Regions from separate parts of the Mus musculus genome. Here region 1 is linked to region 2. A link is a contact called in public Hi-C data. All regions are on one chromosome and are shown on one strand. Each heading gives the region's core, a stretch centred on a gene start, on an enhancer-like site or on the middle of the called end of the contact. The rest is flanking DNA. Distances are from core to core; before and after follow the strand shown.

Region 1 (5,685 bases), core at 2,371-4,870, 640 kb before region 2:
CCCCGAATCCTTTCTTTCCCACTATCTCTGGTGGGTAGTGGGCTAAAAGGAACGTTAAAGTGTTTAAGAACCATCATTAAAAATCGGTTTTGGGGCTGGAGAGATGGCTTAGCGGTTAAGAGCACCGACTGCTCTTCCAAAGGTCCTGAGTTCAAATCCCAGCAACCACATGGTGGCTCACAACCATCCTAACAAGATCTGACTCCCTCTTCTAGAGTGTCTGAAGACAGCTACAGTGTACTTACATATAATAAATAAATAAATCTTTAAAAAAATCGTTTTGAAACAATTAAAGTTACAGAGATCCATCAACCTCTGCCTCTCAAGGGCTGGGATTAAAAGTGTGTGCTACCACCACTCATCCATGGATGCCATTCATATTCAAACCACGATCCTGGATAAGGTCAAAAGCTGGAGTTGAGCTAGTGGCACAAACCTTTAATTCCAGCATTTGGGAAGCAGAGGCAAGGAGTTCTTTGTGAGTTCAAAGTTAGTCTAGAAAAGCACTCTAAGGCTTTGTATTTTTTTAATTTAATTAAATTTATTTATTTATTGGTTTTTCAAGACAGGGTTTCTCTGTGTAGCCCTGGCTGTCCTGGAACTCACTCTGTAGATCAGGCTGGCCTCGAACTCAGAAATCCGCCTGCCTCTGCCTCCTAAGTGCTGGGATTAAAGGTGTGTGCCACCACCACCCAGCTTATTTTATTTTTTGAGACAGATTCTTGTTATGTAGCTCTGGCTGATCTGGAACTCAATGTATAGACCAGCCTGGTCTCAAACTCACAGAGACTCACCTGACTCTGCCTCCTGAGTGCTGGGATTAAATGTGTGGGCCATACCTGGCTTTATTTTTTCGTTTTTTTAGACCAGGTCTCACAGAGACTCTAAACTGGCTTTGAACTTACTCTCTAGCCCAGACAAGCCCTAGACTTTGAACTTTCCTGTTTCAGTTTCTTTAGTAGCTGGGATTCCAGTTGTCTGCCACCAGGCTTGGCTTCCGTAGCTGTTAAATGGCCATACACCAGACCCTCTTGAGGGTGTGTCATCAGCCAGCCAGTCAGCAGGTGTTGACAGAGGCTGAGTCACATGCTGGGCCTTGGTGGTTTGGGCAATCCACAGGAAGCAGGCATTATTTGCAGCCAACAAAGCGGTAGCCAAAGTGGATTCGAAAGGCTAGTCCCCCTCTCTAGTCCCCTCCTGGATTTACCAGTGGTGGAGAACCCGGACTTCAGAACTGGGCAGCCTTACAAAGCCTCCAGACCACCACTGCTTCCCTGTGGAGAGCTGAGGGCCCATGACTCTGAGGAAGTGACTGGAAGATGTCAGGGCTCTGGTTGGGGCCAGAGGTGACAACATCACAGGAAACCCTGCTAAAGCCTCTCTGCCCACAGGATGTGACTTAGGGAGGGCTCATGAGAAACAGGCACCAGCTACGGCTTAAAACTCCACATAAGCCCTGCAAAGTCCTCGGCCCTCAGTGCTACTGTTACCTGCCACACCTCCTCACCCCCCCCCCACTACTCCTCACACACACCCCCGGGGGCAGTGAGTGCCAGGTGAGATCACTCCCAAGTTTTGTCACGCTTTCATGCTGAGCCCAGATTGGGAGGGGCCTTGACATAGGAGGACTGTTGGGAGTTTATGCCAAACTTACCTGGTTCAAAGCTAGTGTGGCCACTGACTGGCAGTGTGACCATGGCCCAGTCATCTCACCTCTGAGTGTCAGGGTCGTTATGTACAGTGGAGGGAAGAGCAGTGCTCCGTGAATAACTGATAATAGAAATAACTCCTGTGCAGGGCTAAAGGGAGGACTTAGCCACATCCTGTCATCATAATTAATGCACGTACTCTCTCCTTACCCCTGGTGGCATCCCCCCACCACCACTTCTTGTTTCAGGTAAGCAGTGTATCCAGGAAGGTAGGCTCTGGGTCATATGGCTTGATCTCCTTTAAAGCCCTGGCTCTATGGAGGGTCTTGAAAAATCTTGCTGCCAGGACCCTTCTCATAGTAGGTACTCTGGGGCTCCAGGGTCCCCGAAACCAGTCCTCCTTCCAAGAATCTTCAAGCCCAGACAATGTGGGATAAACCTGGAAAGCACTGCTGGACACAGTGATACGGTGAGTTGGGAGGGATGCCTGGAGTTCAAAGGTCAGCCTAGACTACTGTGTGAGCACCAGACCAGCCACGACTTGTCTCCATCAAACAAGAGGGGGAAGCAAACGGGAAGCCTGCAGCTGACCCTGGAGAGTGGGGTGGCAACTCTGAAGACAGGAGGGATTGGGAAACTGAAACAGAAGGGAGCTTGTAGGACCACAGACCAGGAGGTAAACGCTGGAAAAATCGGCCATGATCAGCTCAGAATTTCAAGACAGTAGAGGAAGACAGAACAGACTTCAGACTCTCCTCTCTGTCTCTCTGTGTTATTGTTGTTTTTCCTGGCTGTCCTGGAACTGGCTCTGTAGACCAGGCTGGCCTGGAACTCAGAAATCCATCTGCCTCTGCCAAGTGCTGGGATTAAAGGCGTGCGCCATCAAGGCCCGGCTCACGCCCATTTCAAAAGCATCAGGAGTGCCGGCTCAATGTTAACAGTTTTGGGGATGATTGACTCTGGACAGACCAGCTTTGGCGCGGCTCTGTGAAGGAAGGTTGTAGTAGATCCATCCTGACAACACAAGATCCAAGGGTTTAGGCCTGAGCGTTGATCGCTCACCGCCCACAGTGTCGCCGCGCCCCCTGGCGGCCGTCAGTTGCCATGTCAACGGCGGGTGGCTGAGACGACGGAGGCGGCAGCGGGGGCAGTTCTCTCTTCCCCTGGCCTCAAGGCCGCTCCCACGGCACCTCCTGCCTTCGCCTCACCGGGAGCACACTCCCGGTCCTGGAAGAAGGGCCATTCTGTAGCAGCTGGCATTCGGGGGATAAACTGAGGCACGCAGGAGGGAGCCGCAGGCAGGTGTCTAGTGCGGAGCCCCACCTCCAAAGGCAGAGGAGGGGCTGCGAGCAGTGACGCGCCGAGGGCGGACGCTGGACTGGGAGCGGGAGGGCGGGAGGCGGCGGCGGCAGGTGCGGCTGCGAAGGGTGGGAGGAGGAGGGAGGGGGTGGGCGGAGGGGGAGGGGAGGCCAGGACGGGCACCTCCCCCTTTATAACGCGCCCCCTCCCGGGCTTTCGGGCCGCCTCCTCGTCTGCTCTGCCTATCTCGCCCCCTTGCCCTGCCGCCCCGGGCCGGGCTTGGCCAGGGAGCCTCCGCCCCCAGGCCTTCCCCCCACCACCACCCGCCGCCCCGCGCAGCCCGGCGGAGGCGGCGCCGTCGGAGGAGGAGGAGCAGGGCACTGCGGCTGGCCCCGGATCGGGAGCCAGAGCGGCAGCAGCTTCGGCAGCAGCACGGCCCGGGCCAATGCAGCGGGACGCACCGCCGCGAGCCCCAGCCCCAGCGCCACGGCTTCCTGCGCCCCCGATCGGGGCCGCCAACAGCGCTGGCGGCGGCGGCGGAGGCGGGGGCAGTGGCGGCGGCGGAGGCTCCTCTGCAGCTCCGGCTCCCCCTGGCCTCCCGGGAACTACAAGTCCCAGGGGGCCTGGCGGCGGGCGGAGACCGGAAGAGGCGGGCTCGGCACCTCGAGGCCGGAAGTGGCCGTGGAGGCGGAAGTGGCGCGGCCGCGGAGGGGCCTGGAGTGTGGCGGGACCGGGAGCGGCGGGAGCTGCGGCTGGGGGCGGCGGCGGCGGCGGCGGCGGAGGCGCGCTGGAGGTGGCCATGGCCAAGCAGTACGACTCGGTGGAATGCCCGTTCTGCGATGAGGTCACCAAGTACGAGAAACTTGCCAAGATCGGCCAAGGCACATTCGGGTAAGATTAGGCCGCGTGGGACCGCGAGCCCGGGACCTGCACTTTCCAGGGCCGACGTCGGGTCGCCCAGAGCCCGGGCCGAGGTGGTCCGGAAGCTTCTGTTTTCGTGGCTGTTGCCCGGTCTTGCTCGGCCGCGGCGCAGACGTTCCCGGCCCAACCGAGCCGACTGGCGGGGAGGAGCCTGGGGCCCGTGATGGGGGTTGGGTAGGGTTGCTGAGAGCCACTCCGAATGTGAGCGGCCACCTCTAGGGGAGGAGTAGGGGCTGAGTAGGAGTAAGCAGAGGCCGGGAGGAGGACGGAAGACACGCGGTGTGGAATGACCGCGTCCCGGATCCGAGGCCGCACCCCGCCCGCCGTGGGTCTGGGCTCCTGCTGCTCCCCTTCGCGCGGGGGAGGGGCACTCCCTGCGGAAATGCCTTATGGGTCCCTTGGGTCTTTCTCTGTGCCTGCAGGGAAGTCTTTAAAGCCAAGCACCGTCAGACGGGCCAGAAGGTGGCTCTGAAGAAAGTGTTGATGGAGAATGAGAAGGAGGGGGTGAGTATATGGACCACTGGGCCGACCTTCTTCTAACCTGGCTGGGTTTCCACACCGCTACTTCAAAGGGTTTTGTGCTGAGATTCGACCTAGTGTTTTTCGGTTTTCCATGGAACAAGGAATTTGGCTTTCCATTTACACTGTTGAGCTTTAGTGGCAGAGTTCTGTGGGAGCCACGGGAGGGAGCCTGTGCTTTTCCCATGGAGTGCAGGTTGACTCTAGAAAACTTTCAGCTTAGCTTGGCGTTGAATTTTGTTTTGTATGAAGAGACCATTTGTGCACAAGCCGTTTAAAAGGCCGCTGAGCTTAAGGTGATGTTCTGAAAGGTGTTGTTTCCATCAGCCTCAGCAGCATTGCCTTTGTAAGGAAAATGCTGTTTGTCTTACTTTGCGTCTATAGGGTCTTCTGTTTTCTGGCATGTCTGTGTACAGCACTATTCTCCAGTACCTGGGTACCTGAGGAAGCCAGAAAGGTGTGCCAGGTTGCCTTGGATCATTTGGGACAAAAGATCCACTGTGTGGGTGCTGGGAATTGAACCTGGGTCCTGGGGGAGGATAGCCAGTGCTGTGGTGTGTGTGTTTCCCTGAAACAGGGACTCTATGTTTTGTTTGACACAAAATCTCTCTGTAGCCCCAACTGTCCTGGAACTCACTGTTTGGTCCAGGCTGTTCTCAGACTCACAGAGGATCAACTGCCTGTGTTTCCTGACTGCTGGAAATAAAGGGCTGGACTGCCACACGTGACCATAGCCAGTTTCCTTAACCATTCAACTATCTCCATTCCCAGGAAATTTCTTGATCTTTTTGGTTTTTTTGAGACAGGGTTTCTCTGTGTAGCCCTGGCTGACCTGGAACTCACTTTGTAGACTAGGCTGGCCTTGAACTCAGAAATCCACCTGCCTCTGCCTCCCAAGTGCTGGGATTAAAGGCGTGCGCCACCACTGCCCCACAAATTTCTTGATCTTAACTCACAAGTGTTAGTGACAAAATGTTTATCCTTATTTGGGTTGTCTAAAATAAATTCCCAGTCTGGAGTAAAGGGTTGTGATTATAATCCCAGCACTTATGAGACTGGGGAAAAAAGATGGTTCATAAACAAGTTCAAGGCCACCATTATCTAGATGGCAACATTTAGCAGCTCCTTGAGATATGTGTGTGTTTGCACTTATTTTATATTTTGCAAAGGCTAGCTACAGATAAATATAGATATATCTTCCCCTCTCCCTTCTTTTTGAATCAGGAGCTCAACTAAGCAGTCTGGCCTTGAACTTGGTGGTTCTGATGTCTCTGTCTCCTGATACGAGAATTGGATT
Region 2 (5,455 bases), core at 1,267-3,766:
ACTGCTGTGGAGCTGGGCCCAAGGGATTGCTTGCCGTGGGGAGACAGTTTCACTGTGGCTAGACATGCTCAGGTCCTGAACTGTCACACATGGTTTTGTGAGCTTAGCAATGAGGGGAACAGAAAGTTTGGCGGAGTCTGGGGTCCCGGGAACGGGGCTCAGCTTCTGAAGTGCTTACACACAGGCACGGGTACCAGAGTCTAGATCCCTAGGGTGCAAGGGAAAACTGGCTGGGTGTGAGGGCCTGCTCGTAATTCCAGTTTGTGGGAGACAGAGATTGGGGAATGCCCAAAGTCAGGCAGACTAACATGGAGAGTACCTGGGCCTCTCACAGGAGTGCATGTGCATGCATGTGCACACATGTGCTGCCCCCCCCCACACACACACATGTACACACATCACACAAACGCCAACCTGCTCCTGCCCGTTCTCCTGCAGCCCCAGTGCTGCGACACTCCAGCAGTCAGACTGAAAGCCGCATGGTTAGGGTGCGCAATTCAGTGGCGTTAGGCACCCTCAAAAGCACCGTGCCATCCTTCTCTGGAACTCTCTGCCTTTGCTAACTGAACTCCACTCTTTAATCAGCACCCTCCTTTCCTGCCCAGGGCAGCCCTGGTTCCACTTTCCGTCTCAGAACTCAGGTGCTCTGGGCGCCACGCGTAAGTGCTGTCCTGCAGTAGTTACCTTTCTGTGGTGGCTTCTTTCAGTTAGCACAGTGCCCCTGGGCTCCTCCATACCACAGTGTGTGTCGGAATTTCCTTTCCTTTCAAGGCTCCTTCATTGGGTGGAGAGACAGATGTGGCAGGAGGACGTTCTACTGAGCTGCCCTCCCACCCTAGGCTGTATTCCTAGGCTGTGTGTCCAGTAGATGCCCTCGCCTCTGAGAAGCCACGGCCTCCACCCTAAGATCATAGAACTGTGTGGCTTCATACGGTTATTCCACTGGTGTTCACGAAGGCCCAGCTTTGCCAGTGTTTGTCATTACTGTAGACTCAGTGACAAGTCCCTGTCAAGAGCTGGGCTTCTCGCCGGGTGTGGTGGCGCACGCCTTTGATCCCAGCACTCGGGAGGCAGAGGCAGGCGGATTTCTGAGTTTGAGGCCAGCCTGGTCTACAGAGTGAGTGCTAGGACAGCCAGGGCTATACAGAGAAACCCTGTCGTGAACACCCCCCCCCCAAAAAAAAGAGTTGGGCTTCTCCAAGTCCCAAATGACACCTACTAGTTTAATGACTGGCTCTCATGGAGGGTGCTGGCCTTCAGTGGTGGTCTGGCCTGGGAAGGTACTCAGAGAATAGTCTTTAAAAAAAATATATATATACATAATCATATATGTATATATGATTATATATGTATTGTATGTATATGGGTGTCTTGCCTGTGTGTATATCACAAGGAGAGGGAACAGGATCCCATGGGATTACAGTTATATACATGGTTGTAAACTACCATGTCGGGACTGGGACTTGAACTCAGGACCTCTAAAAGATAGCAGTGCTCTTAACTGCTGAGCCATGTTTCCAGCCCTCCAAAATATTTTAAATGTGTGTGTGTGTGTGTGTATGTACACATGAGTGCGGGTACCACATAGGCCAGAAGAGAGCACCAGGCCTCCTGGGGTTGGAGTTAAGAATTTTTGCTCATGTGGGAATTGAACGTGGGTCCTCTGTAAGAGCAGTAGGTGAACTACTGAGTCGTCTTTTCAGCCCAACATTCGGGTTATTGAAGCGGGCTGTGACTGGGCTCATCTTACCTGGTATTGAATAATGTCCTGTTTATTGTCTGCTCCATCCCACGTCAGCCCCATGAGCAAAGGGGGTTGAGTCCCTCCTGTCTCCAGGGTCCCAGGACAGTACCTGATACATCCTAAGAACGCAGAAAAGCCTTACTGGTTGGTGACTGAGCCTCTCCTGACCTTCTTTGCTCCCTAGGTCTAGCTGGGAGCTCCCCGACCTCCAGGAAGGAAAGATCGAGGCCATCAGTGACTCTGATGGGGTGAACTATCCCTGGTACGGCAATACCACGGAGACCTGCACGATTGTGGGGCCCACCAAGAGGGACTCCAAGTTCATCATCAGCATGAACGATAACTTCTACCCCAGCGTCACGTGGGCCGTGCCCGTCAGTGAGAGCAACGTGGCCAAACTGACCAACATCTACCGGGACCAGAGCTTCACCACGTGGCTGGTGGCCACCAACACCTCCACCAATGATATGATCATCCTGCAGACCCTGCACTGGCGCATGCAGCTGAGCATCGAGGTGAATCCCAACCGGCCCCTGGGCCAGCGCGCCAGGCTGCGGGAGCCCATTGCCCAGGACCAGCCTAAAATCCTTAGCAAGAATGAGCCCATCCCGCCCAGTGCCCTGGTCAAGCCCAACGCCAACGATGCACAGGTCCTCATGTGGAGACCCAAGTACGGGCAGCCACTGGTGGTGATCCCGCCCAAGCACCGGTAACAGCCAGGCTGCTGCGAGGTGAGACTCAACGTAGTAACAATATTACTGCTCAGAAGGAAACCCAGATGCCCTGTCGGTCATTCAGAAAAATACAACCATTCTACCTTCTCCCGGGGCGGATCTCACTGTGCTAAAACCGGCCGGCCTCCTGGCTCCTCCACGTGCTTCCCTGCAGGGAGGGGGGAGCCAGGGACAACAGGCGCCCACCCACCCCACCCCCAGGGCTCCTCTCCTCCTATCACAACCTCAGTGTTCATTGACTCTCCGAAACACCGCTTTTTTTAATTTTCCCCTCCTCTTTGTGGATGCAGGGGCAGGGGAGGAGGCTGGTTGTCAGGGGACCCAGCCTGCTCTTCCTGCCTCCCCTCTGCCTCCCCTCTGCCATGCGGCCTTATGTAGACTTGCTTTGCCAAACTTTTGCCTTAAGCTGAATTTAAAGGAGAGAAAGAACTGGAAAGGCCACGGATCTCTGCCCTACAGGACTTGCCCTCTTCAGTCAGAGCTGGGAAGAGGGGAGGCTCACCTGAACCCTGCTCCTCCTCCTGGGCGTCTGCGTGAGGGGGCAAGAGAGCGATCTCAGGTCTAAAACCAGCTGTTTTATCCTGTTGTTTGTGCAGAATCAAAACCACAGACTCTTCCTAGAGCTTCTATTCCACCCCAGTAGAACCCCTCCCCAGTACCTGCCGGGGGTGGGGGTACGAGCTGAGCAGGGCATAGATCCTTGACCCCACCCCTCTCCTCAGTAGCCTTAAGTTGCCTGATGGAGGTATTCTGGGAGAAGAGTCCCCAAAGTGTTGGGTTGGAGCTAGGTAACGTTTTCACCTTTGCTATCTCTAGAACCCACCCCTAGGAATGTGGCTTTTTCTCTTCCATTATCTTGGTCCCAAATGCCTGGCAGGGTTGGGGTTGGGGCATTGCCACTGAGTCTGGACAGTCCCAGCTGTCTTAAGGTAAAGATGGCATGCCCTTTCCTCCTGGCCAGCACTATCACACTTGAATCTGGGGTTCCAGCACCCAGGGATGCCCATACGCTAGCACACTGTAAAGAAGCCATATCAGAGCTTCTGGTTCATTCTCAGGGGAAGCGGCTCCCGGACTCTCTGGGGTGGGCTGCATATAGGAGCTAAGCACCAGCTGGAGGGTGCTTAGGTCCCTCCCCTCCCCATCATAGGTGCTCCTGGGGAGGTGGAGGTCTGGGGAGCAAGCAGTCAGCTGACTCACCTGGGAGGTGTCAGGCCATTGTGAAACTGGCTTGACACATGGTAGGCAGTCTTGGGGTCTCCCTTCTGGAGCCCTAGAACTTGTCCTTGAGTGATGCCATGGTTTCTAGAAATGTCTGCTTTGAGCTGCTTGAGGGACACTCCGTTAAGCGTACTAACAGCTGCATCACTGGATTCGAACCAGTAATAAGCACAGAAAACTGTTATCACAAGAAAAAGAATGTTTTTGCTGCTGCTGAGCCATTTGTAGGGGAGCCTCGGAGACAGCATGGGAGGTACAGCTAGATCCCAGCTCTATTTCTACACTTGAGACGCTTGTCCTTCCAGGGTACTTAATGTCTGGTCATTCTCAGCCACTAGGGCTGGGGGCTGCAGTCACCTGGAGCACACCGAACAGATCATGCCCATGGCACAGTTGGCTGGAGAGCCACTTGTCAGGGCTGGACCTCCCTGGAGCCTTCTCTTTCTCTATGTCATCTTAGCTGGGAGAGCCATGAGGTCTCAGCCCCACACTAGATCAGGGTTGGCTGGTGACTGGAAAGGCCTTCTCTGTGTTCAGGACTTCCTTGCCCTGAAGAAAAGAGACAGGCCCTGGTGAGGGTTGGGAGCGAGTCCTTGTCCTGGGCTGAGTGCTCTCTAAAGGTTTGGTGGGAATAAGGATTAGGAATCACAGTAGGGGTGGCCCGAACTGCTCTGGACATGGGGACCCCCAAACCCACATATCTTGCGCTCCTTCCCCACTGCATGCCTGGCTTTGCCCACCTGGCTTCCTTGGCTCCCCGTTCCTCTCTCCCCTCCTGCCTGACAGAAGACAGACAGGGCTAGGGAGAACCCCAGAGAGGCTGTGTGGGTCTGGGCGAGAACACTCAGCTTCTCTTGGGTTGGTCCCCTCGGTCCATTGCCTCATGTTGTTGACAGACCCCAGGCTTCCCTCTACTGCTGTCCTTCACACCCATGCCCATCCGGGCATGGACACTCACTGTTTCTAGCAATAAGCACCAACTGTCCTTGGTCACGGACAGTACTGTGAACACGAACCCATGCGTGCACTTACCAGCAGGCGCGAGACTCTTGAAGACAATGTCAAAGAAACCTTTTTTTTTTTAAAAAAAGATTAAAATAAAAGATATGTAGAGAAATAAAATTAATTTTAAAGCACCCTTGGCTCTGGTGGCAATTATGTAGGGTAGCAGGCTCACTGTGGCTGGCCAGGCTGAGAGCGTTGGGAGGACGCTGTGTGGCTATGTGGTTCCTGTGCTGAGTGCCTGAAGTCAGGGACTCTGGCCTGTCAGCCTGTACAGCTGCTCTTTCTCATGCTCCTGTCTCCGTCGGGTCTGGCACTGGGATTGTAGAAATATTCCTGACTAGTGTCCCAGAAAGACAGTAGACTTAAGAACGGCTTTTGCAGGTGTGTGTGTGTGTGTGTGTGTGTGTGTGTGTGTGTGTTACTTGCCCATGCACTCCACATGTCTGTAGAGACCAGAGGCCAATGTCTTCAAGGGCTGTCTATTTTACTTTTTGAGGGAGAGTCTCTTGATGAACCTTGGACTCACCAATAGGTTAGACTGGCTGCCCAGCAAGTCCCAGTGGCCCAGTGCTGGGGTTGCGGGCTTACACCACGGTGCCCAGCTTTACTTGGGTTTGAGAAATCCCTTCTGGTCCTTTCCCGTGTGCAGCAGGCACTCAGCTGAGTGGCCCCAGCTTTTGGAACATTTGTGTGGAAAGTTGGGGGACTCATAGTTGCTAGAGTGACTCTGTGTCCTGATGGTGGACTCCTG

Evidence for each region. A called contact is a pair of places that touch in the nucleus more often than the background predicts.
Region 1: a Hi-C map of CD8 T cells shows a contact between it and region 2, with 2.6 times the contacts expected there. The contact joins the promoter of Cdk9 here to the enhancer-like site in region 2. A contact is called at or near these places in 2 of 484 Hi-C or Micro-C datasets (CD4 T cells and CD8 T cells) and 1 of 115 datasets of contacts at active chromatin or transcription factors (memory CD8 T cells).

The regions. Positions count from the first base shown.
Region 1 is chr2:32,710,719-32,716,403 of GRCm38.p6, reverse strand. Cdk9 (cyclin-dependent kinase 9 (CDC2-related kinase)) reads left to right here and starts at 3,620. Exons shown (of 7, transcript NM_130860.3): 1 at 3,620-3,839; 2 at 4,292-4,373. The coding sequence starts at 3,748. It overlaps Mir2861 (microRNA 2861), which reads left to right and starts at 3,516; the gene lies at 3,516-3,597. Mir3960 (microRNA 3960) reads left to right here and starts at 3,432; the gene lies at 3,432-3,504. It overlaps Gm33457 (a long non-coding RNA gene), which reads right to left and starts at 3,094. Exons shown (of 2, transcript XR_001783272.2): 1 at 1,655-3,094.
Region 2 is chr2:32,066,247-32,071,701 of GRCm38.p6, reverse strand. Fam78a (family with sequence similarity 78, member A) reads left to right here. Exons shown (of 2, transcript NM_175511.4): 2 at 1,929-4,817. The coding sequence ends at 2,457. Among named protein-coding and RNA genes, the nearest start is that of Fam78a, 15 kb to the left of the region's middle. Within about 2 kb of position 2,516, at least 9 of the 459 cell types and tissues checked have an H3K27ac peak or open chromatin away from gene starts, as enhancers often do. A contact at or near this core is called in CD8 T cells, where this site is marked.